5 separate regions of the Sus scrofa genome follow, and all the other regions are linked to region 1. Evidence: chromatin contacts called from public HiChIP or PLAC-seq and promoter capture Hi-C data. All regions are on one chromosome and are shown on one strand. The core of a region is the stretch at or near the end of the contact, and the rest is flanking DNA. Distances in the headings are between cores, read along the strand shown. Region 1 holds the start of ZNF771 (zinc finger protein 771). Region 2 holds the start of YPEL3 (protein yippee-like 3). Region 3 holds the start of PPP4C (serine/threonine-protein phosphatase 4 catalytic subunit). Region 4 holds the start of FAM57B (protein FAM57B). Region 5 holds the start of INO80E (INO80 complex subunit E).

Region 1 (2,603 bases), core at 38-2,537:
AAAAACAAAGCAAACAAAAAACTTTTCCAAATTCATTTTATGACCTCCTAGTCCTAAAAGGGGCCTGGCACACAACAGGCCTCACTAAATACTCTGGTGATGGTGTCCCTGGAACATGATGTGCCCTTCACAAGAGTTTACAATCCCAGAAGATGCTATGTTTTGTTCATCTGGCAAACTCCCACTCATCCTTGGAGGTCTTTTACATTCATCCCTTCAGTGAGGCCTACACCCAATTCCCACTTTAATCAAGGGAGTTTTTCACCCACCCCACTATTCTCCAGTCAAAGACCTACTATTTCCTTCTCGTGTTTGGTTTTTTTTTTCTTCAATAGTTGATGGGCCAAGATTTGAATCCAAGCCACAGCTGTGACCTATGCTGCAGCTGTGGCAACGCCAGATCCTTTAACCCACTGGGCCAGGCCTCGGATCGAATCCAAGCCACTGCAGCCACAACACTGGATCCTTGAACCCACTGGGCCACCAGGGGACCCTATACTTTTTATTTTTATTTTTTTTGCTTTTTAGGGCCGCAAAAAAGGTTTCCAGACTAGGGGTCAAATCAGAGCTACAGCCACAGCAACACAGGATCCTGAACCCACTGAGGAAAGGCCAGGGATCAAAACTGCAACCTCATGGTTACCAGTTGGATTTGCTTCTGCTGTGCCACAATGCGAACTCTGACTCTATGCTTTTTAGTCACAATCTTTTTTACTAGACTGTGAGATTCTCAAGAACAAGAACTAGCTCTGATTCTGGATACTTGTACATGTTTCTCCTTTTGCCAGCATCTGTCCTAAAGTCCTCCCACAGTAGGAAGACCTCCCAGTAGGAACTTTCCTGCTCCCAGCTGAGTCTCCTCACTGATTCTCTGCATCAGGGGACAACACTTTGCCTTTTCTAGGGTTCCAGCCATCATCTGGCCCCCTGCCTGCCTCTCCCCCAGATCTCACACTGCTTTTCCCATCACTGATTCACTTGGCTCCAGTCACATAAGCCTTCTTTCTGTTCCTCAAATATGCCAAGTTTAATCTCAGCTTAGTCTCTGTAGCTCTGTCTAGAACATTCCTCCAGATTTTCAAGTGGCTAATGCTTTTTTTTTTTTTTGCTTTTTAGGGCCACACCCTCAGCACATGGAGGTTCCCAGGCCTAGGGGTTGAATCCGAGCTGTAGTTGCCAGCCTACACCACAAGCACAGCAATGCAGGATCCGAGACATGTCTGCGACCTACACCGTAGCTCACAGCAACACCAGATCCTTAACCCATTGAACAAAGCCAGGGATCAAACTTGTGTCCTCATGGATGCTAGTCAGATTCGTTAACCGCTGAGCCATGACAGGAACTCCTCAAGTGGCTACACTTTGTCATCATTCAAGTTTCATCTCATAAATTATTTCCTAAGAGATGCCTTCCCTACCCACATTAAAGAAGCCCCCAACCATAGCTACTCCCTATTGCATCATTGCAATACTCCTTATTGGCCCTATTTCTTTCCTACACCTGTCATTATCTGAAATTATCTGGTTTATTTACTTGTTGACACTTTTTAACACCCTGAGAAGTGCCATAGCAGCCAAGATTTTTGTCTCTTTTGTTTCCTACTGCATCTCCAATATCTAGAATGGTGCCAGGCACATAGTAGGGCTCAATAAATATTTGATGAGAGAATGAACACAATCAAAATAGCATTGGGGATCCTGAGTGTGGGTATCACACTCATTTACTCCCTTTTGCCAGCTCTGAGGAGGAGCAAAAGGTTGACCATTTGTAATCCCAACATCCGAGTTATGCCCTGGACTGCAGACTGAGGATGTCTTGAGTCCTGGCTGTGCTACAGCTTCCTCATGTAACCTCATTTCTGAAAGATAATTTGGAGCTATGGAATTTTCTACTTACCAGCTATGTGCCTTTGAGGAAACTACTTAAGCTCGCTCATCTTTCAGTTCCCTCATCTGTCAAAAGAAGGTCCCCACAAGGTCGTTGTAAAGAGACAACTAGGGATTGTAAGCACTTACTGGATGTTCTCTTTTTTTTCATCATTTCTGAATCTTCACTGCCTCAGTCATAAAATAGGAGACTCAGCTATCTTTTTCAAGAGAAGTAGGAAAATACAGATGTTTATATGAAATATCTCAATTTTTAAATGTTGAAAATTAAAATGTGTAAAAGTTCTCTCTTACTACTTTTTTTGTGCTGCACCTGTGGCATGTGGAAATTCCTGGGCCAGGGACAGAACTCATGCCACATCAGTGCATCAGTGACAACGGGCAGGTCCTTTTTTTTTTTTGGCCGCCCCACAGCATATGGAGTTCCCCGGTCTATGCTTTAACCCACCGTGCCCGGCTGGGGAATTGAACCTGCATCCTGGTGCTGCTGAGATGCCACTGATCCTGATGGCCACAGGCAGGAATTCCAATGTCAGATCCTTAGCCTGCTAGGCCACCAGGGAACTCCTAAAGCTAACTTTTAAACTTGAGGGCCAAACAAGATACTGCTGTGGGAGTTCCCGCTGTGGCTCTGACTGCAGCAGCTTGGGTTGCTATGGAGGCACGCGGGTTCGATCCCTGGCCCAGAAACTTCTATATGCCATTGGTGCGCCCAT
Region 2 (2,603 bases), core at 51-2,550, 360 kb before region 1:
TTCCGCTGCGCCGCAATAGGAACTCCCCCCTCCTCTATTTCTCTTCCTCAATAAATATTTTCTTCTCAGGCATGTCTCTATGCTTAGGGTTGGGAGGAGCGGAGCGATCCTAGAAACTACAAAGATGGCAGCCTGAAGCCCAAGAGGCCAGCTGAGGGCCAGAGTCTGAGGCCCTAACCATCCCGACCCACTGGTTTCACCGCATTCCAGATCCAGAGTAATGCCACACCCCATGCCAACCTGGCCTCCACTCTCCTCAGGAATGTCCCTTGCAAGGCCCCCTGCCCCTCCAGAGCCACAGACAAGGCTTCCATTCTCCTGAGGCCATTAAGAGGCCCAGACGCAACAGCAAGGCATCTGACTTGCCCCTGTGAGCCTCCTCACCTGGCTTCAGAGGGTGGGCATGGCTGGCCCAGCTGATCCCTCAGTCATTCCAAACTTCCATTCCCAAGTCTCCTAATCCAGAAGCTTCTCAAATTCCTCAACCCTCTCCAGCCCTGCTACCCGATTCATTTAATGAATCACATATTGCACATAGGTTACTGATGACTTTAGGCCGGGCTGGATACTAAGGCCAATACAGGGAACAAAACAAGTCTAGGGTGGGGAACACATGTTTAAATAGACATTTTGACAATGTCTGAGAAAGGAAAGACACCTAAAACAGCCTGAATGGGCAGGGCATCGGAGGGGGGGGCTGCCTGGAGGAGGTGAGGCACACCAGCAGCAATCGCTTGTCCCTGAGGCTCTGGCTCAAAGGGGTCTGGCACAGGTGGGCACCTGTCCGTCCAAGAGTCTGTCTGTGGTGCTATGGCAAGAAGCCAGGAATCCAACCAAAGCGAGAATCCCCACTTTGCCTCTTACTAACTGGATACTTTGGAGAGCTGCCAGACCTCTGTGGACCTCAGTTCCCCGGTAACGTGGGAACTGTAGCAGCAGCTGTCTCCAGGGATTGCTGTGGGGATTAAGAGAGTGGGGCACGGGCGGGGGGTAAACGCAGAAAATTATGACTCTTATTATTTCCCGGTGGGGTGCGTCCGGACAGCATCCCCCATCCTGACTCCACGCCAGGTCGGGTATCTCAGATCCTCGCCCCTCAAGGGCCGCAGGAGGCCGAGGGGCGACCGGGCCCGGGGCCGTGGGGCCGGCCGGCTGGGTGGCGGGCCGCAGCCGCATTTCCGGGCCGGCCGGAGCCGGGTGGCAGGGGGAAGGGCAGCCTGGGCCTGCGCTGGCCGCTGTGTGACGCGCCCCCTCATTTGCATGCTGCACGCCGATTGGCCGAGGCGGCCGCCGGGACCAGAGGCCGGCCCCCTCCCCCTCCCGCCGCAGCCGCGGCAGCAGCTGGTCTCGGTGTAAACAAGTCGCGGCGGCTGCGAACCCGGGCCGGGGGGGACGGCGCCCACCAGGAGCGCCCCCCACTCCCAGGCCAGGCCACCCCGGCGGACCGGGTCCCCGCGCGCCCAGGCGAGGTGAGGCCCGCATCATCAGGGGTGCGCGTCGCCCCGCGCCCCCGCCCTGACGGTGAGGACTGCCCCCTTCCCCGGCGCCCGCCCCCCACCCCCGCGCCCCAGGTGAACCCTGGGGGTCTCAGGTAAGGCTCCGCGATGCAGGTAAGATCCCCCCCGGCATAGACAAGGCCTCGGCGCCTCCAGGTAAGATCCCCTCCCCACCCAGTTGACCCTCCACCTTTCAGTGAGGCCTCCTGCCTTCCCCAGGTGAGGGATCCTCTCCCCAGGTGAACTCCCTCTACGTCCAGCGAAGTCGCCCCACCCCCGGCAGTTCCGATGAGGTTCTAAGGACCATACAATTCCTGACCCCTCCGTGCTCCCCCTAAACGGAGAGCTGACAGTTCATCCACTCTAGAGCCCCTTCGTCCAGCTTCACTTGCCAGGTCAGCAGGGGTGAGGCTGGAAGCAGGTGGATGACTCATCTGGGGCTCCTCCTAGCCTCAGTTTCCCCATTGATGCAACTCGAGGCCTCAGTGAGTCAAAACTGAGCCGGCTCTGGCCTCTGGAGAGGCTGCTGGCTCTAGGGAGAGGAGACAGCAGCCAAGTGTGACAGAGAGAGTCCCCATGGCCCAGGGCGTGCCTGCCTGTGTGTGGCCCAGGTCTTGACAGCCCCCTTGCTCCCTTCCCTGCAGGCACTGGGCTCCCTCTGCTCCCCGTGGGCCGCTCCCCGCGTGGGGCCACTGCCCCCGGCCCCCGCCATGGTGCGGATTTCAAAGCCCAAGACGTTTCAGGCCTACTTGGATGATTGTCACCGGAGGTATAGCTGTGCCCACTGCCGTGCTCACCTGGCCAACCACGACGACCTCATCTCCAAGGTAACCAGGTCACAGCTGGGGCTGAAATGGGAGGCAAGAGGGGCTGCCTGGCAGCTCCGCACTAGTAGCCCTAACCACCGCCCCCCAATTCTCCCTCCTACCCTTTAGTCCTTTCAGGGCAGCCAGGGGCGTGCCTACCTCTTCAACTCTGTGTAAGTATTCAATCTCCTTTCTTTCTCTTCCTGATCTCTGTGGTGACCTGTGACCCCTGGCAGGGAGACTCCCAGAGTCCTCTGGTTTGGGCAGGAAGCTGTGATTGCCCTTCTCGTGGATGCAAAGA
Region 3 (2,603 bases), core at 62-2,561, 350 kb before region 1:
AATTCTACTCTGGCTTATCTGCTTCTATTTCATAGGCTCCCACAAGGAGTATGAGTGTGATCCAACTCCACTTTCTTGCATGATGGCCTGAAAATGGACAGGACATGGAGAACTCGCTTCAGGCTTTACCCCTTACTCCTGAATGTAAGCATCCTCACCTGTGAGATGAAGACAATTCCACACACCTTTTTGGGTTGTTACTGGGATTAAAACAATACTGTAGGAGTTCCCGTTGTGGCACAGCGGAAACAAATTCGACTAGGAGCCAAGATGTTGTGGGTTTGATCCCTGGACTCACTCAGTGGGTTAAGGATCCCTCATTGCTATTGCTGTGGCTGGTGGCGTAGGCCAGCAGCTGAAGCTCTGATTCAGCCCCTAGCCTGGGAACCTCTAAGTGCCACAGGTGCGGCCCTAAAAAGCCAAAAAAAAAAAAAGAATACTGTAAACCAAATCTTCTTGCTGACATTCCCTTTTATCATCTTATTCTTCAAGGCCTAACCCAAAGTTCAGTTCCTCCAAGAAACGTTCTCTGTTCCCCCCCAGACAGACAAGGTTGTTTCCCTAAGCTTCCTAAGTACTTTCTGTAATTCCAACTCCACTGAAAACACATCATCTAATACTTCAGATATTTGAATCCAGGTCTGTCTTCCCCCAACAGGCCCGGCTGCTCCTCGAGGGAAGTGGCCCTATTCGCTCCTCTCTGGGAAAGCTTCCAGGATGAGCCAGGCCCAAAGTTCTCAGCTGGATTTGCCCCAAGCTTCCGGCCTCTGATCAGTGGCTGAAGCCTCTCTTCCCGGGCTCACCTGGCCTTTGCGCACAGGGCCTTGACTTCGCTCTCCTTGATGAGCTCGCAGCGCCGCAGCTGCTCGATCTGCCGGTCCAGATCGCTGATCTCCGCCATGGCCCACCCGCCCCGGAGCGGGTCAGAGCCGGGGCCGTAGCCCCCTCCGCACCGCACAGGGGTCTCCTGGGAAAGGCCAAGGAGAAGCCGCGGATCAGTGTCCTTAAGGGGCGCCGGGTCGGGGGGGGCAACTCGGTTCTGGAGCTGGCCCGGCCCCCCCAACTCCCGCCTCCCCTCACATAGGCCCCGGGGCCCCCAGCGTCCCACAGCCCGGGCCGCCCTCCGCTAACTCCCGTCGAACCCTGAGGTCCCGCGCCAGGGACGGTGGCCTAGAAGGGTCTCCGACTATTACCGACGCAGCGACTCCGGCTCCGGTTTTCGTGCTCCCTGTCTTCCTCTTTCCCTCCGCTTTGGGCCGCCGCCACCTCCGCTTCTACTTCCGGCCCCGCCGCGGAAGCAGAGGAACACCAGTTCCGCCGCGCGCCGGATGTGGCGTCATACACACGCCCCCCTCCCAAGCCGCGCCCTTACCCCACCCCCTCAAGCCTAGGAATGCAAATGAGCCGGAAGAACCGGATGTCTGCAATGTGCGAGCGGAAGTGATTGTGGGCTGAGCGGATTGGCGCTGTGAGGGCGGTGACGGACTCCACATCCGCTCCACATTACCGTGTCAGTGAAGGAAACTGGAACTGAGTCGGCGTTCCGCGTTGTAACTTCAGCGTACACGTTTCTGTTTACCTGTTTTAGTCGGCCTCCCCCATTACAGTCCCTGAGAGATGGAATTTTGTCCTGTTCACACTTGCAGCCCCAGTTCTCACTTAGAACATGGCCTGGCACAGTTGGCATACAGAACTCTTTGTTGGATGGGCGAAAGACTCCCAGTCCAAATCTCTTTCCAAGGCCCAAGAGACATCTCTCCGATGGAGGACCTCTGAAGTTAGAGTCAGAAAGGAGTCCACCTTCCCCACAACAAGCTTATACCTCAGTCAACCTGACTTCCCTGGTTCCAGAAAGGTCTCTTTGACACCCCTCACCCCTGCTCTTGTCTGCAGTTTTATTCCTTTAAAAAGAAGGAGGAAACTGGTGTTCCGGTTGTGGCTCAGGGGTACGGAACCCGACTAGTATGCATGAGGTGAAGGGTTCCATCCCTGGCCTCGCTCAGTGGGTTAAGGATCTCTCTTGCTGTGAGCTGTGATGCAGGTTGCTAGATTGCAGACGCAGCTCAGATCTTGTGTGGCTGTGGCTGTGGCAGGCAGATTCAGTCCCTAGCCTAGGAACTTCCATATGCTGTGGGTGCAGCCCTCAAAAAAACAACAACAAAAAAAGGAAACTGGCTAAAAGAGATTAACTTCCACAGTTACATAGCTAATAATTCTGGGCTTGGGTCAAGGTTGATGTTTTAACCTAGGAAAGCTGTGTCCTCAAGGTCTGGTCTCTTCTGTCACACTTTCTGATGCTCACTTTGTCATTATAAACTTTATAAAACACTCCAAACTGACATTTAAAGTCCTCTGCTTCTTTAGTCTCTTGCTGCAGGCAGAGGAAGCGATTTGTCTTGAAACAAACCTCTTGGTGTCAGAGCCCTTTTGGAATGTCTTTTATTGTCTTCTATGGGCCCTCTCTTTTTCTTTTCTTTTTTTTCCTAGTCTTTTTGCCTTTTTTAGGGCCGCTCCTGTGGCATATGGAGATTCCCAGGCTAGGCGTCTAACTGGAGCTGTAGCCACCGGCCACGCCAGAACCACAGCAATGCAGGATCGGAGCT
Region 4 (2,603 bases), core at 33-2,532, 310 kb before region 1:
GGGCCTCTGACCTGCTGCAGGACCTTGGCCAAGTCACTGGGCCTCCTTTCCTTGCAGCTGGATGAGGGGCTTGAATCAGCCAATCCCCAGGGTCCTCTTCCAGGGGGAGAGGAAGTTGCAGAGGAAGGGGAGCCAGGGGCACAATAAACCTGAAGAAAAAGAATGACCAGGGTTTAGGGCAGGCTGGGAGAGGCCGGATAGCCTCAAGGACACGGGTACGGAAAGGGCCATCCTCAGCTTGAGGTGGGCTTTCAGGGAGGCAGAGCTTCCCACTCTCTTTAACCCCTGCCGCCCAGGATGAGAGGGTTCTTGCATCTTCGCAACTCTGAGAACTTGGGGCCACTGAAGGCCTGGGGACACTTTTTGACCTGTAAAAAGTGCCATTCCCTCAGTACTGTTACAAGAGTTAGAGAAGCTCGTAGGACTGACTTGCAGCCAGGGCAGGACCTACAGGCACCTCATGTATACCTCAGAGTTCCCCTCTCTCCCATCGGGGTGAAGGACCTAGGGATCTCTGAGCCCTAAGGACATGCATCCTTCAGAGACACCGGGAGGTACCAGTTTCCCCTGCTCCCTCCTCCAGGGCATCCTCTTTCTACCAGAGAGGCCACCCTCAGCTGGAAGCACACAGGCCCCCGAGGGACATGTGTTGGGAGGCCTTGGCAGAGGAAGAAATGCCAAGTGCTGGGTCAGTCCCCTCCCGGGCTCCCAACAGCCACCTCCATCCCCAAGTGAAAGAGCTGACTCTCCCCTGACCCTTGTCCTCAGCAGCCCCCTGTGCCGCAGCGGCTGTCTCTTTAAGGGCCTCCCCCTCCCTCTTTCTCCGTTCCCCCCCATCTCTGTCGCAGCCGCTGCCGCCGCTGCCGTGGCTCAGAGCTGCATGGGGAGACGCCGCTGCAGGTCCCGGTCCTCGGTGTCTGGTCGGTGCCATCATTTCCCTCCCCCTCCCCCGCCCTCCCCCAGCTGGTGACGTCCCCTCCCCCTCCCCCCAGAGGGGGCAGGGGCTGGGCACGAACTCTCTATAATGCCCTGTGCAGCCTCCGGGGCCCTCTGGACCGGGCGGCGGCGGCGGCGGCGGCGGCGGCGGCGGCAGCGGGAACTGTGGCGGCAGCGAGAGGCGGGAGAGCAGTGCTGACCGCTGACCACTGGCCCCGCCGCTCCTCTGTCTCCCTTCCCTCCCGCCCTCCCTTTCAGAGCGGGCACCACAGTCCCACCCCCCACCCCGCCTCCCCGGGCCCTCCCCGCCACTCCGCGTAACCCCCCCAACCTGCCGCTCTCCCTCCCCTCCCCATCCGCATCCTCCTCCTCCTCCTCCTCCTCCTGTACCCTCTCCCTCTGTCCTCTCACCAAGTCCTTCCCTCCTCATCTCTCTCCCAACCCTCTGACTGGCTTTCTCGGGCTCCCTTTCTCGGATTCCCCCCCCTCCCCAGTCTCTCCCCGTGTCCCCAGTCTCATCTAACTCCCTTTTGCTCGCCTGTCCTTCGGTCTGACTCCCCAGCCCCATCCCGTCCCCGCCCTGTCCCCTTTGTGCCCCTTTCTCTCTCTCTCTCCTTGCCTGGCCTGGCATCCTTCTCCACCCCTAACTCCCTTCAGCTCGGCCTCCCTGTCCCTTCGCGGCCACTCGCTCGCTCGTCTCCCTGCCGGAGGCCCGAGCCACCATGCTGACCCCCATGGTGGCTGGGGGGTGGTGTTCCCCGGACTCTTCCTCCTCTCCAAGAACACGCTCCAGCGGCTGCCCCAGCTGCGCTGGGAGGAGGCCGACGCGGTCATTGTCTCCGCCAGGTAAACTGCGTCCCTTCCCCTCCACCCCTCTCCCCTTTCCAGGCTTTTTGGGGATGGAGGGGACCCCAGCACGTCTGTGGATCCTTGGCCTGGTGGGGTCTGGGGGCTCCCGGAGTGGTCGGTGGGCTCTACCTCCCAGCTTCCTTCTCTCCTCGCTGCCTTACTCACTGCCGTCCCAGGAGACCTCATCCAAACCCAGCCATCTGGTCTACTAGTGTTCAGACTGCTCTTCTTCCCTTTCCCATTCACCCTCCCACCCTCCAAAACAGGGCCAGCAAGTGCCTCCAACATTCCCATAGGATGTTAGGGAGCCAGACAAGGGGCAGAGAGAGTCGAGCAGTATTCAAGGCATGTGTTTGGGGCAAAGAGGGACAGAGGAGTGAACAGTGGAACGAACTCCGCACAGCCCTGGCATAGGGGCCGGAGGTGGGGAGGGGAGCGTGGGGCAGGCAAGCGGAGAGCGGGAAAGTGGCCAGGGGCAACTGGGGACATCCCAGGAGCCCGTGGATGACCGGCATGATGACTGGGCAGCTGCGTGATGCAAGAACAGGCCCGGGGCTTTCCTGTGCCATGCTCTGCTGTGCCCCCCACCTCACCCCTCCCCGGGAGGGGCTTTGTCATCAGCCACCCATTCTCAGCATCGTCTCACCTCAAGATGACCTCCCTGGTGTCCTCCTGAGGGGACGGCGACTCAGGGTCCGCAGTTGAGGGGAGGAAGATGGCAGAGAAAGGGGTGAACCCAGGAGCTCACTGCTGTCTGAATGGGGCTGAGCCCCGGGCAAGGCAGCCTTGGGGAAAGATGGGCAGGGAGTGACCCGAGA
Region 5 (2,603 bases), core at 75-2,574, 280 kb before region 1:
GGTGTAGGCCGGCAACTGCAGCTTTTATTCAGCTGAGACGCTGAAACAAAAGGTATATGTTCTGCAAAGTCTACTTGGCTCTTTTCCCGCTCTCTTTCCCCTTTTTCGCCGCACCTGAAGCATATGGAGGCCACACCTGAGGATCTCAGGCCAGGGATCAAATCCAAGCTGCACCTTCGACCTACACCACTGCTTTAACTGCTGCAGTGACGCGGCCGGATCTTTAACCCACTGTGCCACAGCAGGAATGCCTACTTAGCTCTTTACAGAGAACGTTTATCAACCCCTGCTTTATTCCAATCACTACCATATCACCCTGATTTTATGCCTTTCGAATCTAAAACTCTAGTTTATTTCTTTGCTCTCTTATTACACCTAATTACAATACAAATTCCCAGAAGCTTTGTGCATCTCAGTCACCACTGCATTCCCTGTGCAGAGCACAGTGCCTGAAACGAAGTAGATATCCAGTAATACTTGAGTTAACAAACAGGGGAGGTGGAGGGCAAGCAACCAGGCTTAGGAACCACCAGAGGTGTACTGGCCTCCAGTCTAAAAGGAGGGCCCAGTGAGCTGGCTGGAGCGCCAGGAGCATGTCCTCCACCAATTTTCCATGACCCTGCTCACCAGAAGAGTCTTCATCCACGTTCTCGTACTGCAGAAGTCGGTCTAGGAGGAAACTGAGGAAAGAGGCGGGGGGAACAATGAGTGTTTATTCCCATCTCTGCAACGTTCTCTTGAGCCCCCGTCCCTTCGAACTGGCCCCGTCCTCACAACAGTCCCCAGGCAGGCATCATGCATTTGTGGCCCATTCCAGGGTGGGGGCCGAATGTAGATCTACTCTGGTCTCCCTCCTCCCCTCGGAGCCTGTCTCACCTCTTGTCCCGGGACACCTTCAACAATTTTCTCTGTGCCTTCCTCAGTTCCTCCTGGAAGCACTCGTGTTCCTGTATCAAGGGCAAGGTGGATGCTGAGCCACCTGCCATCCGTAAATGGGGCTCGGAAGCCGGCCACAGAGTACCCTGCTCCCTTTACACAGAACTAAACGGACGTCCTACCAGCGCCAGGCCTCACCCCCCTCCACCTTCCCACTCCACCCAGCACTCACGTAGATGAGGAATTTGAGCTTCCGCTTCAGGTTCCGGTATTTCTTCTTGTAGTCCACTTCGCCATCCGCCGGCCCGTTCATGACTGGGTCCGGGAGTGGCGCCCCAAACCTAGTCCGGGGTCCCGCTACCCGAAAGCCGCCTCGGCCCGGCCTCTTCCGCTTCCACTTCCGGAGACTCGGCTAGGCTGTGTTCGCTGGGACTACAACTCCCAGAGTCCACCGCGCCCAGAGATCTTGACCACAGGGGGTGGCTCCGAGGGACCACCGTGAAAGGAGCGTTGTTTCCAGGGGATACGCGGAAGATGGCGCCGCCGCGACGTGAAGACGTCACAGAGATGTCGGCTGCCGAAGGGCTTCCTTACTGACTTGGAATGTGCTTAGCGATTTGAAGCCACAAGACGAATTTCTCCCTGGAATTCCTAGTCTCTAGGTGGGGACGCCCTTTTCTTTCTGTCTTTCGAAAATCACAGAGGCCTAACTGCTGCCCGTGATCACGAACGGAGGCAGCGTCGCAGGTTGATTGCGTTACCCAAAGGTTGCGGGCTGCGAATCGGTTTCTAAGGAAAACTTTCGAAGCGCTTCGTTCTTAAAAAAAAAAAAAAAAAAAAGAGGAAGGAGCTGCGAGACACCCCCCCCCCAAACACACACACTGCCCGGGGAGAGCAAGTTTTGTCTGGTAAAGTTCTCGGTCTAAGCGGCCCGCAACGGACCTTCAACGGTCGCTAGCCTCACGGCTCTACGACTCTGCGCGTGCGCAAGCTCCTGTCAAACGCGTGGACGGAGGCCGGGAAGAAAAAAGGCGGGAGCCACCAGTATTCTGGGTGGAGCAAAATGGCGCGGGAGAATGAGATGCAGGAGTTCACCCGTAGCTTCTTCCGAGGCCGCCCGGACCTCAGGTGCACCGGAGGTTGGCGTTGGGGTTGGAAAGGGCAGGGGCGGGACGGGGACTCTGTCCTGACACGTGTTTCTGCAGCACGCTTACGCACTCCATCGTGCGGCAGAGGTTCTTGGCTCACGCCGGCCGCGACCACCTGGAACCTGAGGAGAAGCAGGCGCTGAAGAGGCTAGTGGAGGAGGAGCTGCTGAAGATGCAGGTGAGGGCGCCAGCCGGGGTCACCAGAGGCGGGGGTTGTGGAGGCGGCGGCGGAGGAGCCTGAGGGGGGCGGGGCCGAAAACAACCTTGGTTCATGTTTTGCCCTCTTGATGCTCCACACAGGTGGATGAAACGGGTGCCAAGGAAGAGAGGCTCGACCTTGCCAAGAAGGCGAAGAGGTCTCCCACCCTCTGCCATGACCGAGAGAGGAAAAGGTTCCGTTTCAATTCAGAGTCAGGTTAGTGCTTTCTACATAGGTGGTCCATTCAAAACGTATTTACTTGTTGCGCGTGAGCTATGCCCCAAGGCCTTAGATGAGGGCGCTGGATGGGTGCGTCAGGCACTAGGAAAAGGGTAGACTGAGCGCTGTCTCCTACTGCCCTTCCGTCTGTCAGAGCAGGA

What was found. Promoter capture Hi-C pulls out the DNA fragments that hold promoters and counts their contacts. HiChIP or PLAC-seq counts read pairs in DNA pulled down with a chosen protein or histone mark.
Region 2: an H3K27ac HiChIP or PLAC-seq map of alveolar macrophages shows a contact between it and region 1. The contact joins the promoter of YPEL3 here to the promoter of ZNF771 in region 1. A contact is called at or near these places in 1 of 5 promoter capture datasets (fetal liver) and 1 of 2 datasets of contacts at active chromatin or transcription factors (alveolar macrophages).
Region 3: an H3K27ac HiChIP or PLAC-seq map of alveolar macrophages shows a contact between it and region 1. The contact joins the promoter of PPP4C here to the promoter of ZNF771 in region 1. A contact is called at or near these places in 1 of 5 promoter capture datasets (fetal liver) and 1 of 2 datasets of contacts at active chromatin or transcription factors (alveolar macrophages).
Region 4: a contact with region 1 is called in a promoter capture Hi-C map of fetal liver, with 3 times the contacts expected there. The contact joins the promoter of FAM57B here to the promoter of ZNF771 in region 1. A contact is called at or near these places in 3 of 5 promoter capture datasets (fetal liver, fetal skeletal muscle and liver) and 3 of 47 Hi-C or Micro-C datasets (embryonic fibroblasts, liver and retroperitoneal adipose tissue).
Region 5: a contact with region 1 is called in an H3K27ac HiChIP or PLAC-seq map of alveolar macrophages. The contact joins the promoter of INO80E here to the promoter of ZNF771 in region 1. A contact is called at or near these places in 1 of 5 promoter capture datasets (fetal liver) and 1 of 2 datasets of contacts at active chromatin or transcription factors (alveolar macrophages).

Annotation. Positions count from the first base shown.
Region 1 is chr3:17,916,098-17,918,700 of Sscrofa11.1, reverse strand. ZNF771 (zinc finger protein 771) reads left to right here and starts at 1,287. Exons shown (of 3, transcript XM_005653018.3): 1 at 1,287-2,603.
Region 2 is chr3:18,280,039-18,282,641 of Sscrofa11.1, reverse strand. YPEL3 (protein yippee-like 3) reads left to right here and starts at 1,300. Exons shown (of 5, transcript XM_021088027.1): 1 at 1,300-1,469; 2 at 2,141-2,323; 3 at 2,432-2,475. The coding sequence starts at 2,207. GDPD3 (glycerophosphodiester phosphodiesterase domain-containing protein 3) reads left to right here. Exons shown (of 12, transcript XM_021088020.1): 12 at 1-68.
Region 3 is chr3:18,261,525-18,264,127 of Sscrofa11.1, reverse strand. It overlaps PPP4C (serine/threonine-protein phosphatase 4 catalytic subunit), which reads right to left and starts at 1,311. Exons shown (of 9, transcript XM_021088021.1): 1 at 1,194-1,311; 2 at 804-967. The coding sequence starts at 901.
Region 4 is chr3:18,230,095-18,232,697 of Sscrofa11.1, reverse strand. It overlaps FAM57B (protein FAM57B), which reads left to right and starts at 1,282. Exons shown (of 7, transcript XM_021088005.1): 1 at 1,282-1,683; 2 at 1,686-1,782. The coding sequence starts at 1,659. LOC110260082 reads left to right here. Exons shown (of 4, transcript XM_021088012.1): 4 at 1,038-1,225. The coding sequence ends at 1,142. It overlaps LOC110260083 (a long non-coding RNA gene), which reads right to left. Exons shown (of 8, transcript XR_002342905.1): 3 at 2,432-2,603; 4 at 12-149.
Region 5 is chr3:18,200,813-18,203,415 of Sscrofa11.1, reverse strand. It overlaps INO80E (INO80 complex subunit E), which reads right to left and starts at 1,324. Exons shown (of 6, transcript XM_021088007.1): 1 at 1,109-1,324; 2 at 877-947; 3 at 628-680. The coding sequence starts at 1,189. It overlaps HIRIP3 (HIRA-interacting protein 3), which reads left to right and starts at 1,509. Exons shown (of 8, transcript XM_021087988.1): 1 at 1,509-2,004; 2 at 2,082-2,202; 3 at 2,325-2,439. The coding sequence starts at 1,940.